Regions from separate parts of the Callithrix jacchus genome. Here region 2 is linked to region 1. A link is a contact called in public Hi-C data. All regions are on one chromosome and are shown on one strand. Each heading gives the region's core, a stretch centred on a gene start, on an enhancer-like site or on the middle of the called end of the contact. The rest is flanking DNA. Distances are from core to core; before and after follow the strand shown. Region 1 holds the start of AXDND1 (axonemal dynein light chain domain containing 1). Region 2 holds the start of TOR3A (torsin family 3 member A).

Region 1 (5,857 bases), core at 1,194-3,693:
GGGATGCCCTTCTTGTGTAGAAGCAATACTAGAAGCTACTCTTTGCCTTGGAAACTGTTCGGCTGAGTAGTGCCTAGATTTCCTTCTCAGTGCCTGCTTTTAAAAGTTGCTAATTGGAGGCCTGGTGCAGTGGCTCACACCTGTGATCCCAGAACTTTGGGAGGCCAAGGCGGGCTGATCACTTGAGGTCAGGATTTGGAGACCAGCCTGGCCAATATGGTGAAGCCCCATTTCTACTAAAAGAAAAGTTAGCAGGGCATGGTGACATGCCTGTAATACTAGCTATTCAGGAGGCTGAGGCAGAATTGCTTGAACCTGGGAGGCAGTGAGCCTAGATCGTGCCACTGCACTCCACCCTGGGCAAGAGTGAGACTCTGTCAAAAATAATAAAAAGCAAAAGTTTCTAATTTTTTTTTTTTTTGGTATATTAAATACAAATATTGGCCTACTTCCCCCTCATTCCTTTAGGGAGCTTTGCATGCTCTAAGTGCCTGCAGATGTGTGTATAAATCCCTGCCCACGTACTTAGAAAATGAGTTGATAAGCCAGGTGTAGTGGCTCATGCCTGTAATCCCAGCTACTTGGGAGGCTAAGTTTCCACAGAATCATTTGAACCTGGGAGGCAGAAGTTGCAGTGAGCTGAGATGACACCACTGCCTTTCCACCCTGGGCAACAGAGTGAGATTCCATTTCAAAAAATAAATAAATAAAAGATAAAATTTGAGACCAAGCTGGTCTCAAATTCCTAGTCTCAAGCCATCTTCTAGCCTAAGCCTCTGAAAGTGCTGAGATTACTCAAGCATGAGTAATCCCAGTCACTTACCCACTTCCTCCCCCCACTCCCTTCCCCCTCATGTTGCCCAGACTGGAGTACGATGGCATTGCAACCTCCATCTCCCAAATTCAAGTGATTCTCCTGCCTCAGCCCCCCGAGTAGCTGGGACTACAGGCGTGCGCCACCACACTGAGCTAATTTTTTGAATTTGGTATTTGTATTTGGTAGAGACGGGGTTTCACCGTGTTGATCAGGCTGGTCTGGACCTGACCTCAAATGATACGCCCGCCTCAACCTCCCAAAGTGCTGGGATTACAGGCATGAGCCACCGCGCCCTGCCTCATCCATTCAACTTTAACCTAACCCTTTGCTGAGAGCTTCAGATCCATGTATTAATCAAACAGTTACTTCCCATTTCCCAACCAGATATCTCAATCTTACTGTAAACTCAATATATCCACAAGTCCTAAACTGAACCTTCTCCAAAACCCTCCTCTCAAAACCAAAAAACAACCTTAATTCTGTCAACACTGAACTGTCCAACTGATTTTCACGTTTGTCCAGGCACTGTACTAGGTGCTAAGGAATATGGCGATTAAGATAAAGTTTCCTCCAGGTCTGGAAGCATCTAGACGTTGGGCTTCTCCCGCAGGTTCATTATTTGGCACTAAATCTCTGCCTTCATATGAAAGGATCCCTAACCGGACCGTGCCTCAGTTCGGAGCCAAGGCGCTGATGGTTTTATTTCCTGAGAGCAGGTTTTTCCGCCAGAAGACCCGACAATTTTACCAGAGCTGGTTCCACCTAACCTCAATCCTCCTTCACTGCGCCAAGGAGGTGAAAAATCTGGACCCAGGAGACCTTCCTTGTGCTCTGGGAGGCGTTTAAGGGTCCAACGAAGATGTGACCGAAATGCAAAGAACCTGACGGTTTACCCAATAAGGGACCCAGTTTCTTATTACCCAACTTCCCCCTGAGTCTGGCTTTTAGAAAAATATCCAAAGCTGCTGGGCGCGGTGGCTCACGCCTGTAATACCAACACTTTGGGAGGCCGAGGCGGGCTGATCACCTGACGTCAGGAGTTTGAGACCAGCCTGGCCAATATGGTAAAATTCTGTCTCTACTAAAGATACAAAAATTAGTCCGCCGTCGTGGCGGGCGCCTGCAATCACAGCTACTCCGGAGGTTGAGAAAGCGGAATCCTTGAACCCGGAAGGCGGAGGTTGCAGTGAGCCGAGATCGCGCCATTGCACGCCAGACTGGGCGACAAAAGCGAAACTCCGTCTCAAAAGAAAAGAAACAGAAAGAAAAATATGCAAAGCAACAAAAAAGAGAGCTGGAGAGATGGAAACAACTCTTAGAAGACCCTTGCATAACCCGCGTGCGTCACGAGCCACAAGGGTCCTCCCCTCCAGCGAGCCGCCGCCGGCGCCTGCGCACTGACCCGGCCCGCGGCCGGAAGCCCGGGCTGAGACACTTTCGGATTCTGTGACAACGGCCGGATTAAACCTTTTTCTTCTCCATTACTGCTGAACCTATGCTGTGATTTAGAACACAAGAAACCCCAAGAGGCTGAAGGGATTGTCTTAGCTGTCTCCCTCCTCCACCGGCACCGCCGAAGGCAGCCCCTATTGAGGCCACTAAGCCGCGGGGTCCTGGGTTTCTATAACGACAAACAAGCGTCCTAGGAAAGGGCGAAGTGACTGGTTGCCGGGTGGCAACGCAATGTGTGGGTAGGGTAGTGGGGGTCCCTTTCCTGTCATTTTAAATCAAGAAACAGTGCGAGCCCTGTCCAGCTCGCGAGTTTGTGGAACTGGCACGCGAGAGCGCTGCCTGTGGGGAACGTCGGGGTCCCCAGCCGAGCCATTTGCGGCGAGTGGCGCCCGTCAGGGGTGCAGGCGGCCGCCGAGCGGGTCCTTCCCACCCTGCTCCGACCCTGACCTGACGTGTCCGCTAAGGCTTTTTAATCGCGTCAGATGACGCTACAACATAACGGTCGCCCCGAAGAAGGTAAAGCATGCTAGAGGAATTCTTTTTTTTTTTTTTTTTTGAGACAGAGTTTCGCTCTTGTTACCCAGCTGGAGTGCAATGGCGCGATCTCGGCTCACCGCAACCTCCGCCTCCTGGGTTCAGGCAATTCTCCAGCCTCAGCCTCCTGAGGCTGGGATTACAGGCACGTGCCACCGTGCCCATAATTTTTTGTATTTTTAGTAGAGACGGGGTTTCACCATGTTGACCAGGATGGTCTCGATATCTTGACTTCGTGACCCACCCGCCTCGGCCTCCCAAAGTGCTGGGATTACAGGCTTGAGCCACCGCGCCCGGCCCTAGATGAATTCTTAACTGCGATCTGAACCTAAGTACTTAATGGGTGTCGTCTTTTTTTTTTTTTTTTTTTCTTTTTTCCTCTGCCTTCAGGACTACGTGACAGCCTGCAAGTCCCAGTGCGGCGCTGATTTGTGTCTAAATTAGCTTTCCAGAGGACTATTTCAAATTACTAAAAAAAGTGATAGGTGGCAGTGTTTATTATGTCCCTTCCGAAAACGCCCTCCAACCCGCTAAACTCTGCATCAACATCTGAGAGCAAAATGTTAAAAGTATCAGTAACCAAGGAAGAGACCAGAGGTAAACTTCGATGATTTTGAAGTCATAAACGGTCATGGCCGTAAAGCAGAAATAACCTATTAATCCTTTTTTTTTTTTTGAGATGGAGTCTCCCTATCTTGGCTCACTGCAACCTTCACTTTCGGGTTCAAGCAATTCTCCTGCCTCAGCCTCCCGAGCATCTGGCATTAGAGGCGTGCGCCACCATACCTGGTGAATTTTTTCATATTTTTAGTAGAGACGGGGTTTCACCATATTGGCCAGGTTGATTTCAAACTCCTGACCTTGTGGGCCGCTCGCCTCAGCCTCCCGAAGAGCTGGGATTACAGGCCTGAGCCATCACGCCCGGCCCCAGACGGTTTTTAAAATGTGCGATTCAGAATGCCTTGATTAGCTACACTTTTTCTAACACACTTGCTTAAATAAAACAAGAAGTCATTCCTTTTACAGTATTTTGAGTCAGAATCCTGTTCCACTACACCTGAATACTGTGTATAATTGTTTTCAAATGTAGATTTGTATATTGTTTTAAATTCACCCTAAATATCAATAGTTGGTTTTGTTTTTTTGGTTCCTGGTCTTTGGCTTTAAGGAACTTTGAAAAAGTAATGGCAAGGCTGGACGGAGTGGCTTACGCCTGTAATCCCAGCATTGTGGGAGGCCGGGGTGGGAGGATCACCTGAGGTCAGGAGTTCGAGACCAGCCTGGCCAATATGATGAAACTCCATCTCTACTGGAAATACAAAAATTAGCCGGGCATGGTGGCTCGTGCCTGTAGTCCCAGCTACTTGGGAGGCTGGGGCAGGAGAATTGCTTGAACTCGGGAGGCAGAGGTTGCAGTGAGCTGATGTTGTGCCATTGCGTTCTGGTCTGGGGGACAGAGCAAGACTCCATCTCAAAATAAATAATAGCAGAGATAAGAGAAATGCAATTTAGTACAACGTGTCAATTTGTATCAGTTTTTGGTACTTTTTCTAAATCAGAGTAATTCCTTAAGATTTTCATTCATATGCAGATCTATACTAGAGTTAAAAATCAGCTAGTGTTATCCTTACCCCGTGTTCTGTTAAAGCTTTTCCCAATCTCACTTGCACCTTGTGCTAAAGCCCCAAGCCCCACCTTTTTTTTTTTTTTTTCTGTTTCTTTTGCTCTCAAGCTCTCGGCGAGACAGATTTGGTAACGTAAACCATAACAACTTTTGGTAGTGATCAAAGCATGTTTCCTCCTTATAGAAATAAATATGAACCATGCCGTATTAGGGGCATGAATTAAGAACAATGACAACTCAACCCTGCCTGCCTGACTTCATAGGAGGGCTTTTCCTATATTAGCCTTACTACCTGCCTTTATTACTACTCTGCCCTAGTCAAGCAGGGTAGAACTCTCTTTACAGTTCCCATTCCACAGATTGGTCAGCTCAGATTATTATTCCACTCTCATTTGCAACAATCCCTGTTCCATTTTTACTTTTTTTTTTTTTTTTTTTTCTGAGACGGAGTCTCGCTCTATCACCCAAGCTGGAGTGCAATGGTGCGATCTTGGCTCACTGCAACCTCTGCCTCCCAGATTCTCCTGCCTCAGCCTCCCGAGTAGCTGGGAGTGCAGGCACCTGCCACTGTGCTTGGCTAATTTTTGTATTTTTAGTAGAGATGGGCTTTCATCAAGTTGGCCAGGCTGGTCTTGAACTCCTGACCTCATGATCCGCCTGCCTTGGCCTAACAAAGTGCTGGGATTACAGGCGTAAACCACTGCAGCTGGCTCCATTTTTACTTTTAAGCCAACCCAGATCCTTTCCACTCTATAAATGCCTCGGTTTAATGCAATTATTCTCACCTTTGAATTCATGTAAGAAAAAAATTACTAAATAATTTGAGAACTTGGGAGAGAGATTTGTCATTTTCATATGAAAGGGAAAATAGATATTCATTCCCATCTTCTTAAGGCTATCCAAGTTAGCAAGAGAAGTGAGTTTAATTTTCAACCTTGAATTGAGAATCATGCAGGTTCATCTTTGTACTTGAGTTTTTAAAACTGTATCTGATGTAATGTGAGTAGGGTAGGCAAGATGAGTGTTATTTCTCTTGACTAGATGATGTTCAGTGTTTAAAAAATGTTATTTGTTACTATTTTTGTCGAATAGAAGCAATGTTTCTCTCTGTTAGAAACAAATAGATGGGATTGATGAGGCAGTCTGAGAAGCTCCATCAAACTTAAAAAACATATAGTAAGAGCTTTTCTTTTCCATTACTTTCTTAGGACTTCCTGAGCTAAAGGAGAAAAAAAATATGGTGGATCGTTCAAAACCCCTTCCTACTTCTCTTCAGAATGAGTTCATTCCTGAAGAAGTTCTTCTTTCTCTGACCTATTCGGCCAATGCTGGTCCTTGTCCTGAAAACTTACTGCCTCCTAAGAAAATTAAAACTCCGAAGGTTAGTATGTATATATATAGAGTAATGGAGAACATTATTTTTTTGGAAT
Region 2 (5,857 bases), core at 1,035-3,534, 300 kb before region 1:
AAAACCGACTGGTGAAAAAGTGTTTATCTCTTTTTTTAAATCTTGAAATCAAGTTGGTTGTCAAAGAACTTTGCAGCTAACCTACTTTATTTACCATGGGATGCTAAATCCAACTCAGAACATCTCAGAAATGAGCAGTTATCCCTACATGAAAGGGATAATTCTTTCCACAGATAATTAAGAATTCTTTACTTCTTATAACTTGGACGGTTTTAATAAACTGTTGTTACTACTAGTAAATTTTTCACCATAAATTCACATACAAACCACCAGTATTAAGCCATCCTAGCCTCCTGTATAGACCACCCAGAGCCTCCTCCAGGGCTGGGTAGATACAAAAATTAAAGTGACTATGTATTCAGTGTTGATGCCGCACTCACTGAATAAGCTCATTGAATCTTCACAGCAGCCCTATGAGGGGACTATTTTATGATCCCTTTTTTATAGGCGAGGAAACAGGCATAGGATGCTTCAGTAACACCCAGGGTTGCACAAATAGAAAATGGTAATCACTATACTAGACTGCCATTCAGACTCAAACGATGTTTGTTGAATGAGGTAATTTTTTTTTTTTTTTTTTTTTTTTTTGGTTTTGAGATGGAGTCTCACTCTGTTGCCCAGGCTGGAGTGCAGTGGTTCGATCTCAGCTCACTGCAACCTCTGCCCCCTGGGTTCAAGCCATTCTTCTGCCTCAGCCTCCTGAGTAGCTGGGATTACAGATGCCCACCACCACGTCATCTGATTTTGTATTTTTAGTAGAGATGGGTTTCTGCATGTTGGCCAGGCTGGTCTTGAACTCCCGATCTCAGGTGGTCCATCCGCCTCCGCCTCCCAAAGTGCTGGGATTACAGGCATGAGCCACCACATTCGGCCTAATTTTTTTAGTTTTCCAATAAGCGCTGTGGTGTGTGCATTGTTAATTGTTTCCGGTGGATTCCACAAGCTTGATGCATACAGTGCCGGGCTAGTGCCATGGCTCCTACTCCATGAAAAGTTTTTGACATCACACTGAATGAGACACTACAAACATTTTGCTTTTCAACTGAACCTTGTGGTGTCCTAGCAAGGTGCTTATCTGGTTTCCATAGGCGTTTGAACGAAAGGCAGGGGCAAATTTGATAAGCTTTTGAGAATGGAGCAGACCTGGCACTGAGTGTGATTTAAGAGACTGGGGTGAACCGGTGAGTCAAGTTCCCTGCGACATTGGTGAGACACCTTACTGTCTGGAGGGCCCAACCTCAAAGCCACTAAACATATGACACTAGCCAAGTCCACTCATCTCTCTAGACAGTAGTTTTCTCCTAAGGCAAGATGGCTTTTTGGCCATTGGCTGCAGTAAGCCAGGTGATTTTATTTATTTATGTATTTTCTATTTACAGCCATCAGAAAGCCAGGTGATTTTAAGCAATGCATTAAGCTCTTCTGAAATCTAACAGCCTTGTTCCAAGCTCCTCGCTATGGAGAAGAGCGCTAGGTCTTTTGCCAGCGGTGTCGGAAGGGCTGCTCAGTCACCGCACTTCAAAGTTGCAAACCTAGCCAGGAAAAGTACTGCACACAGTACTTAGCCTTATTTATTTGTTTGTTTATTTATCTGGAGACAGAGTCTTGCTCTGTCGCCATGCTGGAGTGCAGTGCCGCGATCTCGGTAAATCTTATGATTTGCCCATGACTCGGGGGTTTCCAAAATCCAAACACCTCCAGACGAGCCCATCAATCAGCTTCCTCTTTCTTTTCGCGGACTCGGTTGCAGTTTCTTTTCCTTCTGCGGGGGAGCCAGGGCAACCTTGGCCAGACAGGCACCCAGCTGCGCCCTTCCCAGGGCCTCTTCTCCACTCAGCTGACTCCCCTGGCCCGCCTACCGCTCCTGGCTGAGACGGTTTCCCGGCTTCTCTAACAGGTTGGCGGGAAGTTGAGCTGCAGAGGCGAGGCAGAGCACAAGTGTCCTTATTCCGTAGGCCTCTGATGGGCCACCAGAGCCCTCCGAAAGCCCTGGCGGAGTGACCGACTGGCCACTTCAAAGCCTGATTTCACCTTCTTTGCAACCAGTCACGACCCAGAATAAACTGCTTCCCGGAAGCCTGTTAGTTGCCCTCGGCCTGAAGTGGGTCTCGGGGCCGCCTCTCGCGACCACAGCCAGGGTTTTCAGGTTCCTGCCCAGGTCACGTGTGCGGAGGCTGCCAGTGCGCGCTCTGCCCGGCCCTCCGGTCGCCACAGCAACACCAATCCCCTGCCAGTGCGCGCTCACGCCCGGCCCCCATCCCCAACCCCTCCACCGCCGGCCGTAAGTGAAGCCGACGAGCCCCGCGGCCGAAGAGGCTTGCAGCCCCGGGCCCGCCATGCTTCGTGGCCCGTGGCGCCCGCTCTGGCTCTTTGTCCTGCTGCTGCCGCTCCCGGGCGCGCTCGAGCCCCGCAGCGCTTCTAGGCTGTGGGAGGAGACCGACGAGCCGCGCTCGCCCTGGGCCTGGCCGGGCTTCCAGCGCCTGAAGGAGCAGCTGAGGGCGGCCGCCGCCCTGTCTAAGCGGTACTGGACGCTTTTCAGCCGCCAGGTGTGGCCCGACGACTGTGACGAGGACGAGGAGGCAGCCGCGGGGTCCCCGGGTAAGACCCCGTGCCCGCGGCCGCCATTCGCTGCGGAGCAGGGTGCTATCCGGGCGCGGCTGTGGTCGCCTCGCTCCTGCCCCGGGCGACGTCTCAGCCCACAGTCCCGCTCCGCGCGGCCCCGGGTACCGGCTGTGGGCGCCGCAGCCTCCGCGGAGTCAGGAGCCCAACACCGCCCGGCCCCACCCGCGGCGCCGGCACCCTCTGGGGCCCGGCTTCCCGCCCCCGCCGCCCCCATCCCCGTTCCTTCCAGACTGGCTTGCGCCGCCTGTGCCGCCTCCCAGCCCACCCTGGCGTCATTCGAAGGTGCTGCTCTTGACAGCTCTTGGGAACGTCCGCTGTGGACACGCCTGGTGACTGCCTTCTCCCCTGCTGCTTGTGGACGCAGGGCTTGAGGGCCGACAGTGGGCCGAGCCCGGGCTGGGCGTTGAGATCTCAGTTCTGGGTGTCGCTCTGCCCCTGACGAATCATGTGGCAAAGTTGCCGCATCACTGTCGCGCACCGGATGGTCTCCTCTCGGTCTCACGGCTCCTCCTTTTCCAGGCTGGCGCCTTCCCCTGTTGGGCCAGCGGTACCTGGATCTCCTGACCACGTGGTACTGCAGCTTCCGAGACTGCTGCCCCAGTGGGGATTGCAGAATCTCCAACAACTTTACAGGTTGGACCCCGCTTGGCTTTAAGGGGCTGGGAATCTGTGGGGAGGGAGGCTGTCCAGGGGAAATGGTTAGATGCAAGGGACCTTTTGTCATGCTGCCCAGCCTCCCCACAAGCAGGAACTGCCACAGTCCGACTGAAGTTTTTGGAGTACCAAATACTTAAGTCAAGATGGGACTCGGGGATTTGAGCCTCTAGCTTAATAGCCCAGACAAAACTGAGCTGTTTTGTGGATCTTGAGGATCCATGGGAATGCCATGAACAAGTGACACTCAGCTGAGCTGGGAGGAGGGAGCACCGCTAGATGTTGGGCAGGCCCCTCATTACCACCATGTGTCCCTTGTCTAAACAGGTTTTCCTCTGCTCGCTTACCACCCACCTCTGGTCATGTCGGTCTGAGCCCTGAGAGCCTCTCCAAGAAGAGAATAGCTAATATCTATTACACTTACCAGGCACTGTGCTAAGAGTTTTGCAGGGATTAACTCATAATCCAACATCTTCGATCTTAAGGAGAGTCAGGCCCAGAACACCTTGCTCTAAACGTCGACCTCTCACAGGGGACTGGAAGTATCCAGTGAGAGAACTGATCAGAAATTGTGGGTGGTAACTGAAAGTTCCCTTTCTGACCCTTAGCTGACAAATGTCTGGGTGATGCAGCACTCCTTTCCTGGTTTATCTGGGATCAGTAGGGAGGCCTTTGCAGCTTCACACCCTGAGAGAAAGAAGAGACTGTTTCTGATTATAACTAATTCATAGTCCCCATCACAGGGAAATATGCCTGTGCATTCTCCGGCTCCCAGCTGCCTGTGACTCATGACTTAACAAACTCCCTTCCTAGTATTTTCTAATTAGTTTGGGTGGCTTGATTTGCATATTGCAGTTGATTGGCATTTTCACCCACAGGGTGATCTCTGGCCCCAAGTTCTGAAGCCTGCTCTGATATTTGCAAAAGCTTCCTCTCTTTTCCTTAGGAGCAATTTCTTGCCTAGAGTTCTCCTGATCCCAGCTCCTTCAGTCTCCATAAATGGGGCCCACTCTAGATATTTAGGTCACTTAATTGGCCAAAATGCCAATAACACAGTGTGTTAAGGACACAGTCTGGCTCAGGACACAAGACTGGACTACTAGGTCAGGAAGTCTGACTCTGGATCGTTGCTGACTTGGATTAAGACCCTAAGTGGCAGCTGGGCGGTGGCTCATGCCTGTAATCCCAGCACTTTGGGAGGCTGAGGCGGGTGGATCACGAGGTCAAGAGATCGAGACCATCCTGGTCAACATGGTGAAACCCTCTCAACTAAAAATACAAAATATTAGCTGGGCATGGTGCCTGTAATCCCAGCTACTCAGGAGGCTGAGGCAGGAGAATTGCCTGAACCCAGGAGGCGGAGGTTGCGGTGAGCCGAGATCGCACCATTGCACTCCAGCCTGGGTAACAAGAGTGAAACTCTGTCTCCAAAAAAAAAAAAAAAAAAAAACAAACACCCTAAGTGGCAATTAGCGAGTTACTCAACATACCTGTTGTTCTACAAATTGTTGTGGCCAGGGAATTGGAGGCCTCCATTGGATTCCTAGTCTTGCCTCTTCCTTGCTGGTAAACTGAGGAGTCCTTCCCCAAGCATCAGTTTCCTCAGCTTTATTTATTTATTTAATTTATTTAGTTTGAGACCAAGTCTCTTTGTTGCCCAGGCTGGATGCCCAAGTCTCTTTGTTGCCCAGTGGCATGACCTTGGCTTACTGAAACCTCTGCCTCCCAGGCTTAAGCGATTCTCCTGCCTCAGCCTCCTGAGTAGCTGAGATTACAAGCACATGCCACCATGCCCTGCTCATTTTTGTATTTTTAGTAGAAGATGGGGTTTCATCATGTTGGCCACGCTGGTCTCAAACTCCTGACCTCAAGTGATCCACCACTCTCAGCCTCCCAAAGTGATGGGATTACAGGCATGAGCCACTGCACCCAGCCAGTTTCCTCAGCTTTAGTGGGAAGAATAATGCCTGTCTTGCAGAATTGTAAGACTAAATGTAAAACACTCAGTCCAGTTCTGAATTTAGAGGGGAAAAAAAGCAGCAAACGTTAATTTTCTTCTATGTTCCTACTACTTTTAAACCAATGTGTGATACCCTCAATGTTGTATCATAGACCTTGACCTCCGAAGGCTCCAGAATAACCACTCTGGGCTGACTTGAGGTGTTTGACCAATTGGTCCTGAACTTGGAATGGTCAGGAGGTCGCCCACAGCTGGCAGCACACCCTCCCTGTCTCCACCGCGGCTCCTGGTAGCCCAGTCTACAAATCCTGCAGCCTCCTGGCTGAGAGGAAGTTAGGCCTATCAGAGAACTTTGCGCCCCGGAGATACTCTCAAGTGTTGGCTGAATTGAATGAGAATGAGTATCAGGCTTCTCCATAAAACGGAGCCCTGAAACCACAGGATGGGAACAGCCTCAGGACATGGGGGACAGGGTTCCTCCCCATACGTCTGTGCCAACTGTTCTGGGTATCTGCAGGATCCTCAGGAAGGGTGATACCACCCTCACGCTGAGTCCCATCTTGATTTCTGAAACTTCAGAAAGTAGCCCTCGAGGCTGGGTGTGGTAGCTCATGCTTGTAA

Evidence for each region. Hi-C and Micro-C count contacts between places; a contact is called where the count stands out from the background.
Region 2: a Hi-C map of skeletal muscle shows a contact between it and region 1, with 9 times the contacts expected there. The contact joins the promoter of TOR3A here to the promoter of AXDND1 in region 1. A contact is called at or near these places in 3 of 3 Hi-C or Micro-C datasets (induced pluripotent stem cells and skeletal muscle).

The regions. Positions count from the first base shown.
Region 1 is chr18:23,906,053-23,911,909 of calJac240_pri, reverse strand. AXDND1 (axonemal dynein light chain domain containing 1) reads left to right here and starts at 2,443. Exons shown (of 29, transcript XR_013529486.1): 1 at 2,443-2,785; 2 at 3,194-3,400; 3 at 5,636-5,808.
Region 2 is chr18:24,201,456-24,207,312 of calJac240_pri, reverse strand. It overlaps TOR3A (torsin family 3 member A), which reads left to right and starts at 2,284. Exons shown (of 6, transcript XM_035279964.3): 1 at 2,284-2,598; 2 at 3,142-3,255. The coding sequence starts at 2,337.